Linked DNA regions of Mus musculus: all the other regions are linked to region 1. Evidence: chromatin contacts called from public HiCAR-type and promoter capture Hi-C data. All regions are on one chromosome and are shown on one strand. The core of a region is the stretch at or near the end of the contact, and the rest is flanking DNA. Distances in the headings are between cores, read along the strand shown. Region 1 holds the start of Bhmt (betaine-homocysteine methyltransferase). Region 2 holds the start of Cmya5 (cardiomyopathy associated 5). Region 3 overlaps Homer1 (homer scaffolding protein 1).

What was found. Promoter capture Hi-C pulls out the DNA fragments that hold promoters and counts their contacts. HiCAR-type assays count read pairs that join an accessible place to other places.
Region 2: a promoter capture Hi-C map of embryonic stem cells shows a contact between it and region 1, with 2.9 times the contacts expected there. The contact joins the promoter of Cmya5 here to the promoter of Bhmt in region 1. A contact is called at or near these places in 4 of 39 promoter capture datasets (cranial neural crest, embryonic stem cells, maxillary cranial neural crest and 1 more) and 2 of 9 other capture datasets (adipose tissue and embryonic stem cells).
Region 3: a HiCAR-type map of kidney shows a contact between it and region 1, with 4 times the contacts expected there. The contact joins the enhancer-like site here to the promoter of Bhmt in region 1. A contact is called at or near these places in 11 of 39 promoter capture datasets (the 3T3-L1 cell line, the HPC-7 cell line, cranial neural crest and 5 more), 1 of 484 Hi-C or Micro-C datasets (Th2 cells), 2 of 115 datasets of contacts at active chromatin or transcription factors (embryonic stem cells and kidney) and 2 of 9 other capture datasets (adipose tissue and liver).

What each region holds. Positions count from the first base shown.
Region 1 is chr13:93,635,581-93,640,632 of GRCm38.p6, reverse strand. Bhmt (betaine-homocysteine methyltransferase) reads left to right here and starts at 2,875. Exons shown (of 8, transcript NM_016668.3): 1 at 2,875-3,169. The coding sequence starts at 3,137.
Region 2 is chr13:93,141,926-93,146,977 of GRCm38.p6, reverse strand. Cmya5 (cardiomyopathy associated 5) reads left to right here and starts at 2,254. Exons shown (of 13, transcript NM_023821.3): 1 at 2,254-2,620. The coding sequence starts at 2,472. It overlaps Tent2 (terminal nucleotidyltransferase 2), which reads left to right. Exons shown (of 15, transcript NM_133905.3): 15 at 1-1,123.
Region 3 is chr13:93,339,716-93,344,767 of GRCm38.p6, reverse strand. Homer1 (homer scaffolding protein 1) reads right to left here. Exons shown (of 10, transcript NM_147176.4): 2 at 2,856-3,012. Among named protein-coding and RNA genes, the nearest start is that of Homer1, 38 kb to the right of the region's middle. Within about 2 kb of position 1,932, at least 27 of the 459 cell types and tissues checked have an H3K27ac peak or open chromatin away from gene starts, as enhancers often do. A contact at or near this core is called in the HPC-7 cell line, kidney and liver, where this site is marked.

The DNA.
Region 1 (5,052 bases), core at 1,626-4,125:
GGAATCACAGTTTCCTTCTTAATAAATACTGGCTTTGTCAAAAGAAACATGGACATTGGCTACACTTCTGTCACCAGTTTGCAAAGAGCTCTACACAGGTGTCAAATGTTACTAAACCCTGTATTAAAATACAAAGCATCTTCAATAGTTTAGAGCTCAGAGACTCATGGTTTATAATAATAGTTTTAAAAGATCTGAGAAAAGTCAGTTTCACATTTAATTGCTTCATTTATTCAGTCATTCATTTATTTTTCTAAGAGTCACTTGAGGTCAAATCCAGAGCTTCCTTGATGCATGCAAGGCAAGCACTGTGCCATGTAACTACACCTCAGCCCCTACTCCATTTAAAAGGAAATCCCAACTAAACCGGAGATGAAGGCCCCCGACATTTGCCACCTACATATTGATAAGAAGGTCATTAACATTGATGAGGGACACTGTCTACTTCCTCTTTGGGGTACACAAAGAAGGGGGTGTTCTTCATCTCTAGCTCCATGCACAGTGTCGAAAATCCCCGCCTTACAGGCCTTCATGTTTGCCAAGTGGGATTTAATAAATGTTTCTGAGGTTCTGGGCAGATCAAAGCCAGAACAATAATCTCTCTTTTTGAGGTTATGAAACTCAGGAATTAAATTTCCAGATCGAACCCTCCTCTCTCTTGGGATTTATTTTTAACTCTGAACATTTTGCACTAGGCAAGGACTTCAACCATTTGACCTCCCTCATCTTGTCTCGTTGTGGAAGCAGAGATCAAAGAACACAGGCATTCTCCCAAGACCTGCCTATTACAGAGCATGCTGCCATGGACTTAGTTCTTTGGGATCAGGGCAAAGGAACTGGAGATGTGCTGATTGTAAGAGTTCTTCCCATCTGCCTGTAGGGATGCACAGCCCTGTGGGGAAATAAATAACAACCTGGAGAAGACACATCTGATGCCTGGGCACCATAGCACTCAGCAAACTGTGGGTTTAGTATCCAGCGTGGAAACGGCAGGTGGATGGCATTTCCATAGACCTAGTTGAGGGCTGGAAGAAAAGGTATAAAAATCTTTCAGCAGCTGCCTATGAATCATGTGGGGAAAGGAGAAGTCAGTGAGCATTCAGAGAACAAAGAATCCCCACATTCACATACGAATTCTAATAAACATGCTTATTCTGAAATGGACATAGCATTTCCCCAGAAAGTTGGTGGGCTGATCAGAGTAGTTATTTCCTGGGCTAGGAAAGATGGCTCAGCAGGGAAGAGCACCCCCTGCTTTTCCAGAGGACTTGGCTTGGATTCTCTAAAGCTCCAGGGCATCTGATATGTGACTGGTTCTTCACGGTCACCTGCACTTGTGTGCACACATGCATGCTCATATACATAATTCTAAGTCTTCTTTTTTTTTTAAAGATGGTTTTATCCAGAGCAAGGACTTGAATTTGCAACAGCAGCTAGGACAATCTTTTTTTTTTTTAATTGCTGTATGATTATATTATTTACTAAAACTTCATGATTTGTTTCCAATTTAAATCTACTAGGTTTTGTTTGTTTGTGCATTGCCATTTTGCCTGCATATATGTCTGTGTGAGGGGAGGATATCAGATCCCCTGGAACTGGAGTTGCAGACAGTTGTGAGCTGCCATGTGAGTGCTGGGTATCAAACCCGAGTCCTCTGGAAGAACCGCTAGTGCTCGTAACCACTGAGCTATCCTTCTAGCCCAAAGCTACTAGTTTAAAATCCCCACTGTTTTGTAGGGTCTGGATATGTGTGTAAACCCAGGTAAAGCCCTCTAGTGCCTGGAGTCCCCAGTGTAGTGCACCAATATCGGCTATTACTGCTATAGACAGCAAGGGCATTCATTAACTATTACTTACTTAGCTTCTCCAGGACATTAGTGGGGGAAGATGTGGACCCTGCCAAAGATGGCATTAATGTACTGTGAATGTACCTCGTTCTTCCAGACTCCTGATAGTGTATAGGGTTGATGGATGGGGGTGGCGGGAGGGGCAGTAAAATATTGTCTGTCACTTGAATTAATTTCAATATATCTTTTCTCTCTTTTTTTCCATTTTTAAGTTTTTACATATTTATCAGAGGGAAATGGACTTGTAAAAAAGCTGTCTCATTGTATATCATTCATACATCACTTTAAACTTTTACCAATGTGTTGTCTGCTACTGTAATTTCTTCTGCATGTGTGCAATTGAGACCATTGTTCCGCAGGAGGAAAATAGCCTCCAGTGCTTATTTGTTGTCTTTAAGTATTTACTAATATGTTGGGCAGTTTTTGTAGGTGAGATCTCTAGTGTTTTTATATCATCGTGTTTTTTTTTTAAATATTTAGGGAATTATCATGAATCGCCAAAGGTTAAACACCTTTTTACATCAGCAGTCCGCTGCGCTCCACTGCACTGGAGGCTGCTTCTGGTTCCTCTGGGGTTTGCTTCGCTTTGGTTTTTCATGTGGAGCTTTAAGATCTTCAGGATCTTTTCCATTTTGCCTTTTACTTGTTAGACACTGTGCTTGTTAGATGGTGCCACGGTTACCAGAAACCGCCAAAAGCCTGCCTGTAAGGTCACTGAGAACAAACCCACTACTTGGAGGATTGGCACTGAGCGCTTCTGCAAAGGGCAAGTTATGTTACTTGTGCCAGATGTAGGTCATGCAGTTTACACTCTGTGCCAAGTTCTTGCCGGGCATCGCATCCTCATGCAATGATCTTGTATCTTCGCCTTTGTCAAATATTTGGTCACTGAGTGGAATTCTTGGGGGTATGGTCTGGCAGCTTAAGTGGGTCATGGATACCTGACCCCAGATCAAGGTCAGAGGCCTGCTATTGGACAAAGGTCAGTGTGCAGACGAGCTAGCAGCGACCTCAGTATTTTTTTCTTATCTTAACTTCGCGTTTCCACCCATCTAGGAGACCAATCTCGACTTCTCCTCCCACAGGCAGCTTCCCAGCTAGCCCCTGGCCTAATTCAAAGGCTGGTGGGCGTGTTCCCTGCCTGAGGCCATGTGTTGGACCTGGCCAAGGCTAGGGAACTCTAGCTGCTGTATAAAGAGACCAGCAGCGGCCCAGCAGCACAGACTTTGCTGGGAACAGCTACCCTCCAATCCGCAGCTGTGTTCAGCGCCACTCACTACACCGGAAAGATGGCACCAGTTGCTGGCAAGAAGGCCAAGAAGGTGAGTGTGCAGGGAGCCGGAGAGAGCTCTCAATACACCATCAGCTGGGTACCCCCAATGTCAGCAAGCGCAGAGAGGTGCTTGGAGCCTGGCTGTGGCCCAGCATCCTTCTAGTTGGCAGTGTTAGGTCAAAAGGGGCACTCAGAACTTTGAGTTCTGACTGGGGGTTTCTTCTAACAATAGTGTATTCTATATGGTCTCTGGCCCTCCTGCACTTCTGGCTCCACCTTGGACCTATCTGTGGAGTGACACAAGGCACAAGACAGCCACTTTGGATGTCAGGGTGCTCCCTTCAGCCCATCAGACTCAACCCTTCATGAGTGCAGCACCCCTAAAGACCAGAGAAATATCCCAGAGAAGCTGCTCATGGATCCAGGGGTGCAATTTCCCACAGTGGGAGTTGGCTCTGGCTGGTGGCTTGCCGGGTGCAGGAGGGGCAGGCAGCTGCAGAGCCGGCCCGATTGCCTTACGGTTTCAGAAACAAATAAGTAGAATGGTTTTAAGACGCTGAGGAAGGACTGTTCACAGAATTCTAAAAAAACAAAATGCCTGCTGGACCCAGGAGGTCAGTCCAAATCTGACCTTCTGTGTTAGGGGATGTAGGCATAGATGGGGATAATATACTTGGATCTGATATCAAACCCAGGCACACAAGACCTCAGGAGGTGGCTGGGAGACAGATGGAGCCAGGCTGACCATAACCCTCAGTTCTCCCCTGCTGGGGAACCACCTGAGTGTGCCCAGTTTGTAAAGGGACAAACACCAATTCAAAAAGACATCTATGGGAGGGGGAGGAAGAAAGCTAACCCTGTTAAAATGTAAACACCATGCCCCTGAGGGAGACTTCATGCCAGTGTGTGAGAAGGGTATGTGAGTCAAGTAAGGTTTCAATTACTGCCAGTCCATAGATTTACTAAATGATGTCCCCTGAAGACTACAAAGATGGCTTATCACACCACACACACACACACACACACCTCTTCTTTGATCCCATTTGTAAAACCATGGATTCTAATCCACTTCCCAAATTCAAGTTTACAAATGTCACCAGCCTCTCTACTAGGGGCTGATGGGGCATGGATGAAATCCCAGCACTCAGGAGAAAGAGGCAAGAGGTTCAGAGTTCAAGACCAGTCTAGGCTACACAGTGCTACAATGTCTGAAAACACAATACAGTGGGGGGAGGGGCAAGATGGGGGAATTTTTAGAGAATTATCAAGAACAGAATTGAGTGGCATAAGGGCACCTCCCCAATACCTCTGTTTCCATATAAATGTTAAAAAACGAGGGCTAGGCCGGGCGTAGTGGCGCACACCTTTAATCCTAGCACTTGGGAGGCAGAGACTGGTGGATTTCTGAGTTCAAGGCCAGCCTGGTCTACAAAGTGAGTTCCAGGACAGCCAGGGCTACACAGGGAAACCCTGTCTCGAAAAACAAACAAACAAACAAACAAAAACGAGGGCTACAGCTATACAGAGAAACCCTGTCTCAAAAAAACCAAAAAAAAAAAAAAAAATTAAAAAAACCTAGGGCTATAGTATGCATTTAAAAGATATGACAAGGACACTTATTAATTGCAAAATAAAATCTGGATAAAATAAAAAGAACAGCATCTGCAACATTTTGATATACATTCTGCTAGTTGTCCAGGCAAATATATGCTTTAAAAGAATAAGCTGATGTTAAATATGTTCTTTTAATAATTTACATACACACACACACAAAGCTTTTCATAGTGCATCCCACTGTTTAATTTAGAAACAAACAAAAAAAATTCTGAGATTTAGGGAATTAAAAGCTAGTAGAATCTAAGTGTATGCTGACATAATCACTTCACAACATGATTACCATGATAAGGAAACTACCCCTATTTCCAAAGATCA
Region 2 (5,052 bases), core at 1,005-3,504, 490 kb after region 1:
CAATACATTTTGCACTGTTGTAACAGGAACACTAACAACAGTTAGTGACTTGTTTATGGACTATTTGAAAGTCTCTGACTTAAATATTTTGGAAAAAATGGAGTTTCTTCTGCTTTCTGATAGCACAGTGAACCTGTGCACTGTGGCTTCGCCTGTTTTCCTGGTTTTATTTTCCTCATGATAGGAAACAGCAGAAAACGGAAACATCAACGTTGAGATTATATCCTACTTGTAGAATCAGATTTCCGTGGATTATAATCTAAACTGGAATTTTTAGGCAGTAAGCCACTACAAAGTGTTTTAGATAAGACAATAAAGTTATAAATAAAAGTTTAATGTTTATACAAAAATCTTTTTTAGTATTTCTCTTCCACATGAAAGTAGTAGTTCAGATGCAAGCTAAGCTGTTTAATAAGATTGTTTTTAGTTTATGTAAATACTTGTAAATTGGTCAGTACCTGTATTGTACATTTAAATATAAAAAGTAATCTTGAAGGCAGTTTTAACTTTTTCAAAGATTGCAAACTTCTTGTAGGCCTACAGTGGTACAATTTGTACCACTAAACTATTTTTTGCAGACCAATTAAAAAACTAAAACTTTCACTTTGTTTGACTTACAAAGGGTGCATATTTTCTTTTTTCTTTTTAAGTTTAAATTTTTGTATGCTGTCAAATGGAATAAAGTTTATATCTGGACATTGTTGAGGTGTTATTTTTCTGTGCAGTTGTTTTTGTGATATTAAGGCTGTAATTATCTTAACTGATCGGAACCTAATCGTGCTTGATTATTGAATGCGAAGAGTGTCTGGGACGAAGCTCATCTGGAGCCTGTGAACCACATTACTTCTGTGTTATAATTAGGATTAGAGCTTTCTCTATGGGTCAGTTTTTTAGAATACTGATCTGTAGTACTTTTGATGCAGTTTAAAAAAATTTACATATGATTTTTTTTCTTGGAAACATTTCTAAGATTTATCCCACATTGTGCAGCGCTTTCTCAGAGTGTATTGAGTATAACAGTTCAGTGTGACCTCAGGTAATGTTTGTCAATCATAGTCCCTTGGGGACGGGTGTTCTACTCTGCAGCACTATGGCATTTAATAAAGCCTCAGACTTTGCCGTAGTGTGGACTCTTGCATTGCCACCATGTTGTTTTCAGTGGTTCCACTCTCCTAGTCAGACTATTTGTTGTAACAAATAGACAAAAGGCTTAAGAAATCTGCATACTGGAATCCATGAGCCAGCACTTAAGATCATATACTCAGGGCAGTCCAGCTGTATCAGCTAAAGGTGTTTGGTTTTTTACAATTTCTTTTCAGTGCTAGGGATTAAACACAGCCGGTGTCTGCTACGCAAGTGCTCCACCCATTGAGCATTTCCCCAGCTGGAGACTTAAAATCTTTTCAATTTCAAGTGAATACTACATTTTTTGTTTGGATGTGCTGTTAAAATATTGTTAGTATTAGACGTGTGGACTCTAAATAATTCTAAATTTTGAGTTAGTTTGAAATAGGGTCTTGGCAAAATCAGTGGTAAAAGAGGATGCCTATCTATACCTCTCTGTCCTCAGACCCGATGTACAGCACACAAGCTGATGTAACTGGAGAATAATACCCTTAGTTTCCATCTCATTTAACAATTGTAAGAATCTGCGATGATTAAAATAAAGGTTTGGAGATCTAGCCGTCTTTCTAACCGTTGTACTAAACAGGTCTAGGCCTTTTCAGAAACATTATCTTACAAACAGAAACAATCATATTCAAAAGACTGCTTTGAGTTCCTGGAGAGGAGCAGGAGTTCAAACATGGAGATTTCAGAGAAAGGTGGTGATCTTGAATAAGTGAACAGGTGGGCCTCTCAGGCAGAAAGAATTCACTTGATACTGTGTAAATACCTGATTTCTAAAAGTGGATTAGTCAGGATTTGATCTCTATGAGGATCTTGGGCTTTCGTCCTAGAGCAGTGGTTGACAGGTTAAGCACTGGCTTTACTTGATCCAATGAGATCTTAGTCCCCTAGGGCGCTAGTTTGTTTCCATTGTCACAGTAAGAGCAGTGGGGCCTTAAGCTAGCTACAAACCATAACGTTATCTTCTCTGGATGCTGCCTCATTTGGCACGAAGCACCCGCAGCTCAGCTAGAAGTGTAAGAACCACCAGGCCACTAGATGGAAGGCTGGGCTGGTGGGTCCTTTTGACGCTCAACACTGCTTTCTGCCCTGGCCACAAAGGCCGCTGAAGATCTGCCAAAACGGGCGGGGAAGTTGGCAGGGACTGGAACCAGAGGAAGCTGAGCCAGGGCCGCAGAAGCTCCGTGGCGAAACTTTCTTGACGCCTTCTATTTAAAGGCTTGGGGCGACCCCGCCCCGCGCGCCGGGAACCCAAGCAGCCCCGCGGGCCCTGGCAAAGTGCAGTCAGACGGAGAACACCGGGCGAGGCGTGGGCAGCTCCGACTCCGGCCAGGACAGGCGCGATGGAGAGCGGCGACAGCGGACTCGCAGCCCAGGGCTTCCTAGGATGGGGTGCAGACGAGGAGGTGGCCCAGGAGCTGGAGACGGAGGAGGAGTCGGAGGGCGAGGGGGAGGAGACGGCGGCCGAGTCGGAGGAGGAGCCCGACGCCAGGTAGCCTGAGCGGGAACCGCCCGGACCTAACAAAGCTGTCCACTCCACAGGTGTCCCGCCGGGCCAGTGGCCACCCCCCCCCCCCCAACCTTTTCCTTTCCCTTTCCAACCTCAGAAGTTCATTTCCCCGGAGCCAAGCACACTGTCTGGGACGCGCCGCCTTCTTTAAAAACTTGAAGGTGCAAGGTGCTTGCTGTCAGCAGGAGTGACAGGTCCGCCTGCAGCAAAGTTCACAGTCGGCCCCCACCCCCTCCCCCACCCCCGCCTCCCAGCTCCTTGTGACTTGCTCGTTTATTCTTGGAGACTTACTTGGGGTTCTGCCTAACCGCAAAACTGTGCTGGAATACTTGCCTCTGGCTCCCCGCCCTGGATCAATCTTGCCTGCCTGAGCTTGGGGAAGGGTCTGGAGTCAGAAGGCTCTGTCCATTACCTTCAAAGGTATGGCAGCCTCCTAGAGTTCTAGCGCTGGGCTAGTTTGCTGTATGGAAGCTATTTTGGTGCAAACATCCCATACACTCCTTAGAGGGAAGAATCATGAAGGCCAGGTGTGGCTGGCCTGCCCTTGTGATTCCAATAATAGAAAGGCAGAAGCAGGAAGACTGATTTCCAGGCCAGCTGGGCTCTCCTGGGTGATGTTTTAGCAACGTCTGTCCTAAAAGTCGTTCTGGTCCTAAATATCTATCAATAAGGCGAATGAGATTAAGTAATACTATATACATACATACGTGTGTGTGTGTGTGTGTGTGTGTGTGTGTGTGTGCACGCATTAAGGCTTTCTACTTTGTCTCTACTTTGTCCCTTTTCATCCAGCCCTAAAATGACAATAGTAGTATGGATGTTTTGTTTAATCGTAAGCATGTCATCAATGGTATCTCTTCCTGGGTGGTCCTATCAAAAGGCTTTGGGGGTGGCAAGTGATGGTTTATCATTTCAGAATGCCCAACCAAGACCAGAATTGTTCAAGTTGGAGTAGCCCAAGAGTGGCATTGAAGGCTGGGGAGATGGCTCCGCTGGTAAGGTGCTTGCCTTGTGAGCTCAAGGACTGGAGCTTAATCCCCAGTTCCTATGGTCAATACCTGCAGTACTGGCGGAAAGCCCAGCACTGTGGCTTGTGCTTGTTATCTCTGTTAGGGAGATGGAGACAGAATCCCTGAGGCTCACTGTGCTGTCAGTGAGTTCCAGGCTGGTGGTGATGGCTTTTTCTTTTTAAGGTAAACTGTACATGAGGGATTGGTCTCCACATGCGTATACATGTAGTCCCGTGTACATGTATAGGGTACCGCCAATTGCAGAAAACCATCAGCTGGAAATCTTGAAGCAACTACCAAGAAGGAAACACACTCTACCCTCAAAAACTTTGCAGGAAACGATAGAAATTATGAGTATTATGACTATATGCTGAGGAGGACTTTATGCTATATAAACACTGTACTGTGGAAGGTCAGAATGAGGGCAGAAGGTCTAGAATCAGCGAGCACTGGCTCCAGACTGGATATCAGAGGATGGGCAGGAGATGCACGAAGGAAGGGCAGAGGGGAAGGTGCCCATGGGAAATGGGAGAGGGAGGAGGAGGAGGACCAGCAACCCAGGCATGCAGAGAAGAGGTTCTCACAGTGACATGTGGGACACCCATATCCCTGCTCAGCCACTATTTCCCAGAATAACGAGCTCATCTACACTACAACTGGGTCACCTGACAGTTTCAAGCACCACTTCTGAGTTGTCCCTTGCCAAACAAAAGCTAAGACCTTCTAGTGAGGATTTATCTGTGGTAATCTCAGCCTGTTCTGACCATAGGCAGAAAAGTAACCACGGCAAGGAAACGTGTCAGAATAAGCTGAGGGGAAATGGTAGGAGGTGATGGAGACCTGTTTGAGCTAGAGGGTGAGTGACTCAATAGGACTTGAGGGCACTGACAACAGGCAGATAGCAAAGTTGGATGTCAGAAGAGAGTCTATGAAGAGGCAGCACAAAGACAGCATGGACCATGGTGGGGTGCTAGGAAGGCAGTGGTAGCTCTAATTAGATGTAGCTCTCACTCCTCAGTGCGATCAGGAATCAAACCACTTCATTGTGTGTGAGATTATAAACACAGCCCAAAGTTCCATGTTCCTCTGCGAAGGGGAGTAAGAATTTGGAACAGGTTCTAATGCATACATAAAAGGTGAGAGTCACGGGTCAGCCTTCCTTGGACTCTGGCACAGAAGAGAGCCTTGTTGTGCCAGGCACAGTACCAAGCATTTACCTGCATTATCTCATGTTAAACCCTCCAGCAGAATGATGAGACCATTGTCCTGTTCTGGAGGAAATAACTGGAGCCTCATACCATTCACTGAGGATAAAAAAAGCAAGAACGTATAAGATGCAGTGTGAGCCAGCATGTGTACACAGCAAGTTAGGAGGCTTTCACCATTCTTTGCTTTAAAGAGAAG
Region 3 (5,052 bases), core at 683-3,182, 290 kb after region 1:
AATGAAAATTCAGCATTTTATGAAAAAATGTTTACCAAGTAAAAACCACCACAAATATAAAATATGTATGAACTATCAGGTGTTGATGAACTTTCAACAAGGACATATGCCCTACTAAGGAGAAGAAGATGGCACAACAGAAACTGGCTCATTTCTTTCTCACAGGAAACAGATGTGTTATCTATAGCTACATAAGAGAACTTTTATCTTTGTACAAAACTTATATATTTATAAACCTTCCTCACCATTTGGTTCAAAACAGCTTCTACCAGCATACCATTTTGAGTATGTAAAGCATAGCTAACAAAGATTTTGACTTGTGGAATCGTCATCAAATAAGACTAGGCACTGGAGAAGTGGGTCAGTGGTTTGAAGCATCTGTTGCTCTTGCAGAGGACCTGGATGTAATTCCTAGCACTCACATGGTAGCTTAGAACCATCTAACTCCGGGATCTAATGCTTTCCTTTGTCCTTTTCAGGCACCAAGCATGCTCATGGTACACATGCATACATGCAGGCAAACATTATATGTGTGGGCAAACATTATATGTGTGTATGTATATGTATGTGTGTGTATATGTATGTATGTGTGTGTATGTATATATGTGTGTATATGTGTGTGCATATATATATATACACATACATATATATGTATATAAAAATAATCTTAAAGTGTTTTAAACAGACTAAAAATAAAGATTATCAACAAACAACAATGGATCAAGACTTCTCTGATGTTCTCTAAGGACCTACTGGCTACCAAGCTCAATTCTGAGACACAACAGTAAGAGAGGCAATGTGGTCACAGAGCTGGTTGGGACGAAGTAAAGTAATAGCTAACAGAGGAACGTCAGAGCATGCTAATACTTGTGGAGTCCCTAAAAGGACGTTAGTGGCCCTTCAGTGTTCTCCAAGAAACATTTGAGGAGAGGCCCAAGTGTTAAAAAAGGTGAAAAGGGAATGTTGGCATCAGACCCCACTAACTCTAAAAGACGTGGTGATAATACATTTCATAAGCAACAAGAAGGACTAACCAATGTGCTGGTGGACATTGGTGCTCATTTCAACCACTTCAAAATAACTTTTTTGTGACTTGTTAAAGAGATCTATTCTAATCTAAACTCTGAACCTTTCCTCGTTTCTGTATTATTAACCACTGAATCACTGAAAAAAAATGTTAAAGAATCTTATGCTTGAAATTTTTATTTCTTAGATTTTTTTGTTTAGGACATAACTAAGAACTTTTTTAAAAGAAAATTTTTAGTGCCAGATGGAGCTAAATAGTGAGAACCTGTCACCAAAAAAGAAAAAAAAGACAAAACGAACAGCTTCATGTGTTCATGTGTATAATTCAAGTGGGTGTGTGCATACATGCACGCGCGCACGCACAAAAGAATAACTGAACAGTTTCTTCTTAGGGTTCACTGGGCTTTCTAACACAATTTAAAAACAAAGGGATGGACGTGAGACAGCAGAAAAGACTTGAAAACACTGAAATGCATTTAATTCAATGCAAATTCTCCTCCTAAACATGGACTGCTTCAGCTGACCTGTATTTCCACCTTTTAAACCCTATCTAGTAAGAGCACATTATATTTGTACTTTGGATACGGTAAATTACAGAAACTGAAAGTTCAAGGAGGGAAAATAAATTAGCAGTCCAAAGCCTGAGGTAATAGTTAATATCCATTGTATTTCACTAAGCCAAACATTTATGAGCAGTTATTCTTCATTAAATAACACTTCACAGAAATTAACTATCATCATCTTAAGTCTTTTGAGTCATTCACATAACAGTGAAAAGACAGACTAATTATCTGGATAACAATCGTTTTTACATGTGAAAAACAGACGCACAGAAGTTAAATAGCTTGTGCAAGGCTGCATGGCTAGCAAACTGGAAGCAGCACAAAGTCCAATGAGGCGGTGAGGTTCTACTCTGCTCCTAACTTCTGCACTGAACTGACAGGGAAAGGCCTCACAGCTCCAAGTTAGTTATCCTTTAACTGTGTTTTCCTAAAGGATCTTTGTTGTTGTTGTTTTGGATTTATTTACTTAATGTTTATGAGTATTTTGCCACGTGTGTGCCTGGTGCCTGCAGAGATCAGAAAGGGGTGTCAGATCCCGGACCTAGAGATTCTGTGTGGGTGTTGGGATCCAAACCCAGGTCCTTAGCTCCCTGCCCCCTGATTCTGTGATCTGAAGGTATTCTAGAACATTCAAGTACGTGCAGGACCTAGAGGTAGGTAATCAGGACAGTGGAAATATGCTGTAGGAGGGTAACTCTTAAGAACTCCTTCAATTCTACTGCATGGACTGTCATAAAGACAGCAGGCCTGACCCCACTCAGCTCCACCGGCTCTGAATGTAATTACTTGCTAACCCATACGTTAGTTAATATTATCAAGTCATACAGTGCTGCAACCAAGAGAAGATCAGGGAGCTAGGGCTATATATCCTTTGGATTGTTAGCCTTCAAACTGTAAAGCTAAATAAATGCCTTTCTGATAGCTGGTACTGTTCTAATAATGAAACAGTGACTGACAGAAATTTTCTTATCATTTAACATTAATACAAAACAGAGATGCCAGGGATGTTCATTAAATAAACTAACCCATCATAAAGCTGAAGACTATGTTGCTTCATATAACTCAATATAATAAGGGAGTTAGTTTCTACAAATAACTTGAGGGGAAAATGCTATTACTCTAAGAATAATCACTTTTTGTTTTCTAAAGTTAAGCTTCAAAAAGTCTAGAAGAAATATTTTAATGAAAACAGAAATATGAATGAAACTGAACTTCTATGTTGTACAAAGCAAGAGAGTAAGATTATTTGAAGTAAATGTAGCTTACCTTTGAGCCATCTAAACTGATTATCCTATACACATTTCTTGTGCTGTCATAAAAATAAGATACAGTAACTGCATGCTTGCTGGTGGGTACCCAGTTCTTCTTTGTGTTCGGGTCAATCTGGAAGACATGAGCTCGAGTGCTGAAGATAGGTTGCTCCCTGAGGAAAGAACAGTTTTACTTCATTAGACAAGTGAACATAAAAGCTATACAAGTGACTACATTAACGAGAAACTTACATATATCCGCAAATAAAATAATCTTTCTTTCCAGTATGAAGTGTAAGTAGTCCAATATAAACTTTGTTAAAACAATTACACCCGATTCTTGCTACTCAGAGATTCTGTACACATGAATTCAGTTACCCACTAACGTCATCAGTAACTCTGCAGGCTTCTGTCAACTCGACACCACTAGAGTCACCTGAAGAGGAAACCTCAACTCAGGAATTGCATGCATTGAATTGGCTTTTGGATGCAGTCTCTGAGGAATATTTTTTGATTAAGGATTCATGGGGCAGGGGGTGTCCAGCTCAATGTTGGCCATGCCACCTTTGAACAGGTGGTTGTGGGTTGTGTCAGAAAGTAAGCTAGGCAAGGCAGTCGCAATGTTCATCTGTAAGTCCTGCTTCAGGTCCTGCTTCAGGTCCCGTCCAGGCTTTCCTCAATAATGAACTGTAAGCACTAAGCCAAATAAACCACTTCCTCCCCCAAGCTGCTTTTGGTTATTGTTTTATCAAAGCAGTGAAGAACCAAACTTAATAGTCAAGTAAGAACTTGTGGCTTTTTTTTTTTTAAGTTTTTGCTGTATACACAGAACACTGGGAAACGGGACTCACCTAGCCTATACTTTCCACCAGAAGATGAACAAGACAATACTGCCATCTTGTTTCAGCACTCAGACTATACAAGCAGCTGTCTTTTTAGTGGTTTGTTTAGCTTTTTTTTTTTTTTTTTTTTTTTTTTTGCATTTCTGTGCCATTGTAGATGCTTTCACTGCTTAAAATGGCCCCTCAGCAAAATGTTGAAGTGCTTCTAAGTGCTACATACTCATGGTGGAAAGTTAATGTGCCTTATGGAGAAAAGTGTGTTAGATAAGCTTGACTCAGGCATAACTCATACTATAATTGGTCACGTGTTCAATGTTAAAGCAGCAACAATAATAAATGAAAGCACACATCAACTGGGTGTTGTGCTCCCAGCATTTAGGAAGCAGAGACATGGAATCTTTAAGCTCAAGTCCAAACTGAGCTGCAAACATAATGAGAGACCATGTCTATAAATAAATTAGATAGATTGATAGAAAAAAGAAAGAAAGAAAGAAAGAGAAAATAAAGAAAGAGAGAAGGGAAGGGAAGGGGAGGGGAGGGGAGGGGAGGGAAGGGAAGGGAAGGGAAGAAGAAAGAAAGAAAGAAAAGAAAAGAAAAGAAAAGAAAAGAAAAGAAAAGAAAAGAAAAGAAAAGAAAAGAAGAAAGAAAGAAAGAAAAGAGAGAGAGAAAGAAAGAGAAAGTGAAAGAAAGAAAGACAGACAGACAGACAGACGTGTGAGAACTGTATGTGAAACAATGTTATGAACTGACTGGTTTATAAAAATGTGATGAGAGGCTTATAGAAACATGACATAATATTCCCTAGGAGCAAAAGTTCACCATTTGCTAATTAGGTATTCCTAGAACCTTTACAGATCCTGGTTGTTATGACTAGTAGGATATACCGTAGACTAGACTATAAAGTCAAGAAGTCCTTCCATTTGACCCTGCTGTAACATTTTACATTTACACCCCATGCATCATTCTGTACTAACTGAAAGGTCCCCTTCAATATACTATCCTTTCCTGAAAAGTCTATGGAGGACCAACTCAAAACCACAGACGGCACTTTCTTAAATCACGTAGGATCTAAAAATGTACAGCAAAGTTACAAATAGAAAAACAAAACCTAATCAAAGCTCAAAATAATATTATAAGGTGGAAAGGTAGGGCACAAGACAACCTGCAAATAACAGGAACACTATAGTCCAAACTTCCAAGTTCTGAGTAAACAAGTTTGGGAAACAACACTTATCAGTTTATATTTGCTATCTGTTTTTCCTTAGTTCAAACAAACCTCATCTTTTTCACTTTGTTGCATACCTTTCTTTTTTGAAGCAGCTCAAGATCCTAAAAATTTTAACTTGTCATTTTTTGAGAGAGAGAGACGGG